Linked DNA regions of Mus musculus: regions 2 and 3 are each linked to region 1. Evidence: chromatin contacts called from public promoter capture Hi-C data. All regions are on one chromosome and are shown on one strand. Each heading gives the region's core, a stretch centred on a gene start, on an enhancer-like site or on the middle of the called end of the contact. The rest is flanking DNA. Distances are from core to core; before and after follow the strand shown.

Region 1 (2,755 bases), core at 80-2,579:
CAAGGAAAGAAAGAGCCAAGAGGCACAGATGCCATGCAGATCTCAGCCTCATGTCGCATGGTATGGGCAGGGGCAGGATGGCAGCTTGCTCTTAGGAGTAGGGAGGAATGGGAGGTAGGCAGGAAGGATGCCTGTCATGGATGAGCTGATCTTTTGTCATCAAACTCACAGTCCCCTGTTGTCTGAGGGTGGAAGTGGAAGTGAAGCCCTGGGTCTCCTGGAAGTGTCCTCCCCTCATTGGGCTTCTTTCTCTGGAGAAAACCGAATAGCTCCCACCCTTCCTCCCAGCCACCCAGGTTCCAGAGGAAACTGCTCCTTCCTGTGCTCCTGCAGCACACCCCAGCAGAAGTTGCTCTCCCTCCTGTGGGCAGAGCCCTTCTCCTCAGCTGGGATCCAGCAAGGGGGCAGCAGGTTGTAGGGTTTCCCCTAGCCTGACTCACCCAGCTACTGTACAGTGCAGACCCTTGACCAACAAACAGGATTTCTCAGGGTGGGATCTCTCTATAAGGCACTGAGAGGGAAGGCTTGGGGCTGTGCGTGAGCCAGTGATGAAGTGAGGGCCAGGGACACTGTGGGGGAGGGCGAGGTGGGGAGGGCACTGTGGGAAGGGCACTGTGCTGGTGCTTCAGTGTGTTAGTCTTTGGCAAGTTCCTTTCATTTCCCAGCCTGAATCTTTTTCTGGAGCACAAGGGATTGGACTAGATACTGTGTAGTCTTAGGTGCTGGGGCAGAAAGGAGAAGGAGAAGGAGGAGGAGGGGGAGGGGAAGGAGCATAGTAGTGTAACACTGACAGTGGGGGTCATTTCTCTGAGCCTCAGCATCCTCATCTGCAAAATGGAAATTACGAAGAGCCTGAAAAGCACTCTGAGCGATGGATGAGAAAGGGCTATGACTCAGGAGACTGCCTGCAAAGTAACGTGTGTGCGGGAAGCCTGTGCGCTCCTGACAGTGCTGGGACTGCTTTCCTGAAGAGAGTAGGTTTTAAGATTAGGGGAGGCGCCCAGATGCCAATGGTTGGTGGCGGTGGGAGACCAGAGAGGGGCCCTCTTGAGTCCCGCAGGTGATTAGGGCTTGGGCTGTCCGCCTGCTGCATTGAGAAGGGAGGGAGGGAGTAAGGGAAAGAGGGAACACGGGAATCGGCACCTCGGTACTGTCCCTGTCCCGAGGCCGGATCCATACATCACACCATTCGAGACGCTCACGTTTTCCCAGCTTTTCTCACACTGAATCACTTCCTTTGTTTAGAGGAGGGGGTAGGGGAGGAGACGGAGGGCGACGAGGGAGGGGCCCGCGGGTGCCGCCGCCGCCCCCGCCCCCGCCCCCTCCCCCTCCCGGTGTGCGGAGCCCGATTGTCACTCAGCTCCCGCGCCGGGGGCGACGAAGGCGCCGGCGCCAGAGTGGAGTCTCGGCTGGCTACCACCCCTTGGACATAACTGGCTAGCCCTGGGTTCCCCTGGCATCCTCTGAGGGAGCGACTGCCCAAGGTTTTGAGGTCTGGGGATACTTGGCTAGACAGTTCAGGTGGCCAGGCGCTCTGCCAGCTTTGGTGTGACCTTGGGTAAGTCTGTGGCTCAGTTCGTGCATCATGAGTGTGCAGGAAAGGGGTGGATGAAATGACTGGGGTGTCCCCCTTGGGGCAGTCGATGGGTAAGGATTCTGGGCAGAGCTGGAGCTGGACCAGGCTTCTGTTAAGAATCGGGCACCAGCGGCGTCCCAGGTGGGTGGGCACAGGGTAGGCGTGCGCGCACGCGGGGAATGGGAGCCGGTGGACCCGCCAGGTCCTGGGCTTAGTCCCTCAGAATCACGCCTGCCATCCAGTCCCAGGTACGAAACAGGGGCACTACCTCTTTAAAGGCGTCCGGGGCTGAGCCTCTGCCACACCATGTGATTGCTTGAAAGGCCGGGCTGGGAGCGCAGCGGCGGGAGCCTGGAGAACGATGAGCCGATGCGCGCGCGGTGCCCAGAACCCAACCCTGCCCGGCGCGGCTCCGGAAAGCCGCCCGGGGAACTTAGGGCAACGCCTTTGGGACCCCCTACCGGTTGGCAGGCAGGATGGTGAGCTCCTTGCCTCCGGGTCGGCGGACACCTGTGGGCACTGTGGATTCACAGGGGATCCTTGTGGAGTAAGTGTACAGGGAGCCACCTCACACCTGATACAAAAACCAGTGGTGGAGTGAGTGCTGCTATTTTAAGTTGCTGAATGGAACCTCTAAGGACAAGGGGAGGGGACAGAGGTTAAGCAGATAGTGAGCCTGAGTGTCTGGCCAGCTTGGGCAGGCACTGCATCACTTTACTGGGGCACATCTTCGCAGGGCTGCCTATGTCCCCCTCCTTCCCAGGCTGGCATCCCCACCGCAGGCTTCCTGACCACAGGTGCTGGCCTCGCGCCCCAGGGCGCCTGTCTGCTGATGTGCCCAGCTCCTGCCCACCATGCCGCCGTACATCTCGGCCTTCCAGGCTGCCTACATTGGCATCGAGGTGCTCATTGCCTTGGTCTCTGTGCCCGGAAATGTACTGGTGATTTGGGCTGTGAAGGTGAACCAGGCACTTCGCGATGCTACCTTCTGCTTCATCGTATCCCTGGCGGTAGCTGATGTGGCTGTTGGCGCCCTGGTCATCCCACTGGCCATCCTTATCAACATTGGGCCACAGACCTACTTCCACACCTGCCTCATGGTGGCCTGTCCTGTCCTCATCCTCACCCAGAGCTCCATCCTGGCTCTGCTTGCTATTGCTGTGGATCGGTACCTCCGAG
Region 2 (2,700 bases), core at 99-2,598, 330 kb after region 1:
CTCAGGCGAGATGGCGCGACTGGGGCGGGGTGGGGTGGGAGAGGAGCGGCGGGAGTGTGAAGGGGGGTGTGTCACCGAGAGCAGGGAGAAGTGTGAGAGCAGGTGGCAGGGGGAAATGAATGAACAGTCTCATCTATATTCCTTGTAGGGATAAATTGCGTGGAGTTGGGAGGGGGCCACGGTCTCGGCTGTCTGTGGGGCCCGAGGGTCTCTGGAAGAACAGAATGAAGGGGTAGGGCCAGCCAAATGTGCCATCTGCTTCGAGGGCGTCCTCTTGGCTTGTGACTTTTATCTCCTTCCACCCAGCCGAGTTTCTGAAGCTGTCAGTTCCCAGATGGGGGATCTCCGAGACAAAACAGCCTTGTTCTGGCAGGCGGCCTCTTCTGGCTGCCGGAATCCCCTTCCCACAGCAGCTGAGGAGTCCTCGGGGTCTATTAGGTCTGCCCACTCACCTGGCATCGCAAGCTGGGGGTGGGTTCTGCTAAGGCCATCTGTTCTGAGGGTAGAGTCACTGTGTTCTCAGGATTCCTGAGATGAAGTTGTAAGAAGGTGAGCCTTGTGAACTCAGAATCTAACACTCAAAATGTAGTGCTCGGCTAGGCCTGGGTGACCTTGGACCAATCGTTTCTCTTTTGCCCTCTGTTTCGTCCTGTATCGGTGGTCTTCAGAGGGCCTCCCTGCTGGGATTCAGGGTGTGACCAGAGGAAAGGAGGAGGGGGTGGAGAGCATCTGAGAAGAGCCTGGGCAGCGGAATCCGGATGACATTCGCCAGCCCCTACCCTCTTCTGGGGATATCTGAGGCACATCCCAAAGAAAGATGGGGCCCATGGAAAGTCAGAGTTGGGAGAGAAGTGTTAGGTTCCAGGCCAGAGGCTATGCACAATGACAATGTCTTGGGTGTTTGTAAGCCAATGTCCCACTCCTGTCCTTGTCCTTTCTTCCTACGGGAGTTAGAGAACTTCCTGTCTTGTTGTTGGTGACCACTGCTTGTGAGCTTGAAGTTAGTCTTTACATCTTACCCGACTCCCTGTCTCCTGCTGTACCACCACAGTGCTCTAGGGATAGGGCTGAGTGGGGTGCCCCAGTTCAAGCTCTTTTTTTCTTTGGATTCCATCTATGAAGTCCAGTGTCGTTATTTCTGAGGGAGTGGAGGTGGGGTGGGGTGGGGGATGGGGATGGGGACAGGGACAGCAAGCTCCATCCATCCAAGAAACCTCAGCTTGGATGAGTCTTCTGGAATCTAACTGACCAACCCTCAAAGATCAGAGAAGAAGGTGTAGCGGCCATGAGTGTGTGTGTGTGTGTGTGTGTGTGTGTGTGTGTGTGTTCACCCCCACACAAAGAATTCCTGTTCATTAAGTGAAGAAATGAGATTAGGGACCCCTGAGGAAAAAGGAAGGGAAACAGCAGGGCACTTGAAAGAATGGGGAATCTAATTAGACACATGCATCCCTGGCCAACCACTCGTCCTCTCCCTGGCCAATAGATGAGGGGGTGTCTAGCTGTCCCCTGCTCTGACAGGCAGTCATCATCTCCACCAGAAGCTCCCTGGAAGCTGCTGAGCCAGACGGAACCAAAAGCATCTAAAAGGTAAGGTCCAAGGTTGGAGGCCTCATGCCCACTGGCACAAAAGCAAAGGGATGGAGTCGGGGCTGTGGCAGGAACTGGGCAGAGAATGGCAAGAGTACAAGGCTCTGATCAAAGAAGCTGCGAGGGGCTTCCGGGTGGTCAGTAAACTGCCTTGGGGGTGGTCTTGAAGAGCATAGATTTCAGTTTGGAGTGGGAATAGGGAACAGAGAGATACGACCTCTTACTACTGCTGGGGACTTACCATTCAGCCCGGCTGAGATTAGGAAGAAACCTGCGCAGGCGGCTTTGGGAGGGCTGTGTAATCAGCTGCAGATGGATGGCTACGATGCTGCAGGCACTTCCGTATCCACAGCACACTCAGCCCTCCACCTGCCTGCACAGATGTGAGTGACCTGCAGACGACGTCTGTGCTCATACGCCTGCACACCATGTCCTCCCAGGAACCCAAGTGCAGACACATATGTATACAGATAGCTGCCGAGCTTTCTGATGGCAAAACACTGCAGAACCTCATACCAACCCTCTGCTTTCCACAACGTGTTTCTAAAATGCTGCATTTCTAAGGCGATGTTACCAGCCAACGTCCTTCTTTTACATTGTATGTTAAGTTCTAAGACTTTGTCTCCAAAGTGACTGGTTGTTCCTACAAAGGACTGGACCTCATTCCTTTCTGCACCTCCAGAGAGAGGAATATCCGGGGACTACAACTTAATAAACGTCCCATGGATGTTTAAGTGACTGAAGGACCGAGTGGCCTTAGAGTAGCCACAAGTAGGGTTAGGGAGAGAGCTCAGTCGGTAGCAGGCTTGTCTAACATGCTTGAAGCTCTGTGCTAGATACCCAGCATTTCATACACCAGGCATGATAGTGCACACCTGTAATCCCAGCCCATGGGAGGTAGAGGCAGGAGGATCAAAAGTTCAAAGTCCTTCTCCACTACATAAGTTTGAAGCCAACCTAGGGTACATGAGAGCCTATCTCACAAAAAAAAAGAAAAAGAAAAAAGGAAACAAAAGTCTCTCTCTCTCTCTCTCTCTCTCTCTCTCTCTCTCTCTCTCTCTCTCTCGTTTTTTTGAGACAGGGTTTCTCTGTATAGCCCTGGCTGTCCTG
Region 3 (2,700 bases), core at 80-2,579, 490 kb after region 1:
AGCTTCACTCTGAGTAAAAGCCACATCGGGTTTTAAGTAAGTGAGTAACATCTTTGAAAAGATCTTTGTGGGCAGAGGAGGGGGCAGGAGGTGATCATTAGAATATTGAGAACCTGAGGAGCTAGGTGGCCACCCCTACCCTGCATGATGAGGTAGGTTGCTCTGGCAGACTCACCTTGGAAAGGGTGTTAGTCCCTTAAATTGATATTTAGTAGGTTTTTAGAGATGAGGTTCTATAGCACAGGCTGACTGGGAGCTCACCATGTGGTCCAGGCTGGCCATCCTCCTGCTTTAATCTCTCAAATGCTGAGGAAACAGGCCCGAGTCACCACAGCAGGCTCTGGTCTTTACTATCTGACATCCCGGGTGCCCTCGCAATACTTTCCGGCCCTTACCAAAAGGAGGGAAGAAGAGTGGTTCCCTCCCAGTGTGGTGTGTTGTGGATCTTACATCTTTGCGACACAAAATCCCCTCAAACCGATCTGTCCACCCAGAGCTGCAATCCCAAGCTGGCTCAAGCCCTGCTCTATTCGGTCCCCTGGGGCAAAGAATCAGCAAGTCCCGCCTCCTGGCCACCCTGCCCCTGCAAGCCTGGGCACCCAGATGCCCTGCCCAGAACACTCCTCTCCCAGACCCTCCCCTGCCTTTCCCACTGGGAACCTGACTTCCCATGGCAGGGCAGACAGAGGAGGCTGAGGACTGTCTGGAAAAGAGCTCAATGAGTCTTTTCGAGCTTTGAAAGCAGCTTTGCTCCCCGGTGGAGCCCGACTGTCTGCTGAGCTGCAGTGAGGGGTTTACTGCTGGGTTATAGGGCCCTGGGTTATAGTCTCAGGCACCGTGTGCCCAAACGGTTCCCTGTCCCTTGCCTCCTAATGAATGAAAATGGCCTCCAGCCCCACCCTTCACAATATGATCCTAACTATGCCATCCTGGCCGACTTCACCTAGGGCCTGTCTCACACTCCTCTCTCTCAGAGCCAGAAGGTTCTCCACTCCAGCTGCTGCTGATTTATTTTGTGAGTCCCCGGGAGTGGAGGCCACTTCCCACCCTGCAGGCCATATTCCCTGCGAACTTAATTGCCCATTTTCATGGACCTCCCCCCTCCCCAACTTGTTCAGTGGAAAGAGAATGTTCGCCCACACACCGAGCCTGTCTGTTTCCTCGGGGGTTTTGGTTGGGAGGCCTCTGTGTTGAGCGAGTGTGGAGTCCCTGACATCCTGACCTCCACTCTGTCCTTGCTCCTTCCAGGCACACACATTTCCTTGCTTTGTGTGAAGCTCAGTGGAGTATCCCTGCCCCGGATTCTGAGTGTCCTTGGCTGTCGACCTGTTTTCAAGACAAAGAGTGCCCCACCCTACCTGTGGGGGAACCCATTGAATGGGCAGCCAACGGCATCCAGTGCCAAAGCCATCCAGTGCCAAAGCCAAAGCCAAAGCCAAAAAAAAATCTAATTTGTCGCAAATATGTGAACAACTTAATGAATACCAACTTGGATTGACTGCTAGGCGGGCTTTCCCTACCACCTCTGACTCCAGACGAGGGGCCAGGATTCTCAGGAAGCTACTGAGTATAATTCTGCCTCCCCACCCCCATGCTGGGAGAGAAAGGGAGAGGAAGGGAGAGAGAGGTGTTAGGGTTACATGTTCTGTTTTAGTGGGGAAAATGCTGGTCGTCATTAACTGTATAGTATCTAGAAACTTCGTAACCTTGCTTGGCTCTTATTCAGCCTGAGCTGCAATACTTTGTCTAGTTGATACCAAGTACTTAGCCACTGAGTAAAGCAGCTTGCTGGGGGTTGCATGAGAAATGGAAAGGCAGGGATGATACAACTAAGGCTACCTTGCCTTGAGAGTTCTACTTCAGTGATCTACAGCTCCTAGAACTTGGAATGAAGACACACGGGTAGCCTCTGCCTCCACCTGCATGACCAAGAACAGGTAGCTAGTTCTTTCTGGCCCAAGCACGTGTGAGCCGGCATGTTCGGGTCATTGCCAGAATTTGCATACTCCTCTGAGGAAAGAGTCCCTGTGCATCCCAAGAACATTCTTGTGCTTCTGTTCTTAGAGCTAGGGCCTTGGTGTGCACCACAGCCCCCAAGGAACAGATGACATTTACTTAGCCTGGTCGCTAGAAACAAAAGGCCCTGTCCTGAGGCCAGCTTGTCTCCCGTATTCATTTATAAACTTTTAAAGCCCTGAACAAACTGGGCTGGTTGAGCACGTGCTCACTGCTCCGCAGCCCTAGGAATTATAACTGGACATGGGGTCTCTTAGTTTTGTTTGTGTGTTTGTTTGTTTGTTTGTTTAATGTCTTTTACAAACCCCTACACTGGTTTGTAAGTCAGACCACATACAGTGATGTCTTTCAAAGCAGTTAGCCCTAAGGTACCTCTCAGAAGGGCCCTCTGGAAGAAAGTGAGCCTTTTAACCATTTTTACCCATTGTTCAAGTCAACCTATCAAGACAAGCCTCCTTGTCCTCTGCTTCCTGCCTCCTGCCTCCTGCCTCCTGCCTCCTGCCTCCTGCCTCCTGCCTCCTGCCTCCTGCCTCCTGCCTCCTGCCTCCTGCCTCCTGCCTCCTGCCTCCTGCCTCCTGCCTCCTGCCTCCTGCCTCCTGCCTCCTGCCTCCTGCCTCCTGCCTCCTGCCTCCTCTGCCTCCTGCCTCCTGCCTCCTCTGCCTCCTGCCTCCTCTGCCTCCTGCC

Evidence for each region. Promoter capture Hi-C pulls out the DNA fragments that hold promoters and counts their contacts. Capture Hi-C pulls out chosen DNA fragments and counts their contacts.
Region 2: a promoter capture Hi-C map of adipose tissue shows a contact between it and region 1. The contact joins the promoter of Optc here to the promoter of Adora1 in region 1. A contact is called at or near these places in 5 of 39 promoter capture datasets (the C10 cell line, the SN4741 cell line, embryonic stem cells and 2 more), 7 of 484 Hi-C or Micro-C datasets (B cells, cerebellum, cerebral cortex and 4 more) and 3 of 9 other capture datasets (adipose tissue, liver and pancreatic islet).
Region 3: a contact with region 1 is called in a promoter capture Hi-C map of embryonic stem cells, with 3 times the contacts expected there. The contact joins the enhancer-like site here to the promoter of Adora1 in region 1. A contact is called at or near these places in 10 of 39 promoter capture datasets (cranial neural crest, embryonic stem cells, epiblast stem cells and 5 more), 2 of 484 Hi-C or Micro-C datasets (both in embryonic stem cells) and 1 of 115 datasets of contacts at active chromatin or transcription factors (neural tube).

Annotation. Positions count from the first base shown.
Region 1 is chr1:134,234,031-134,236,785 of GRCm38.p6, reverse strand. Adora1 (adenosine A1 receptor) reads left to right here and starts at 1,329. Exons shown (of 2, transcript NM_001008533.3): 1 at 1,329-2,755. The coding sequence starts at 2,431.
Region 2 is chr1:133,905,821-133,908,520 of GRCm38.p6, reverse strand. Optc (opticin) reads left to right here and starts at 1,348. Exons shown (of 7, transcript NM_054076.3): 1 at 1,348-1,590. The coding sequence starts at 1,487.
Region 3 is chr1:133,740,655-133,743,354 of GRCm38.p6, reverse strand. The region is part of intron 1 of Atp2b4 (ATPase, Ca++ transporting, plasma membrane 4); the gene reads left to right. Among named protein-coding and RNA genes, the nearest start is that of Atp2b4, 12 kb to the left of the region's middle. Within about 2 kb of position 1,329, at least 37 of the 459 cell types and tissues checked have an H3K27ac peak or open chromatin away from gene starts, as enhancers often do. A contact at or near this core is called in embryonic stem cells and trophoblast stem cells, where this site is marked.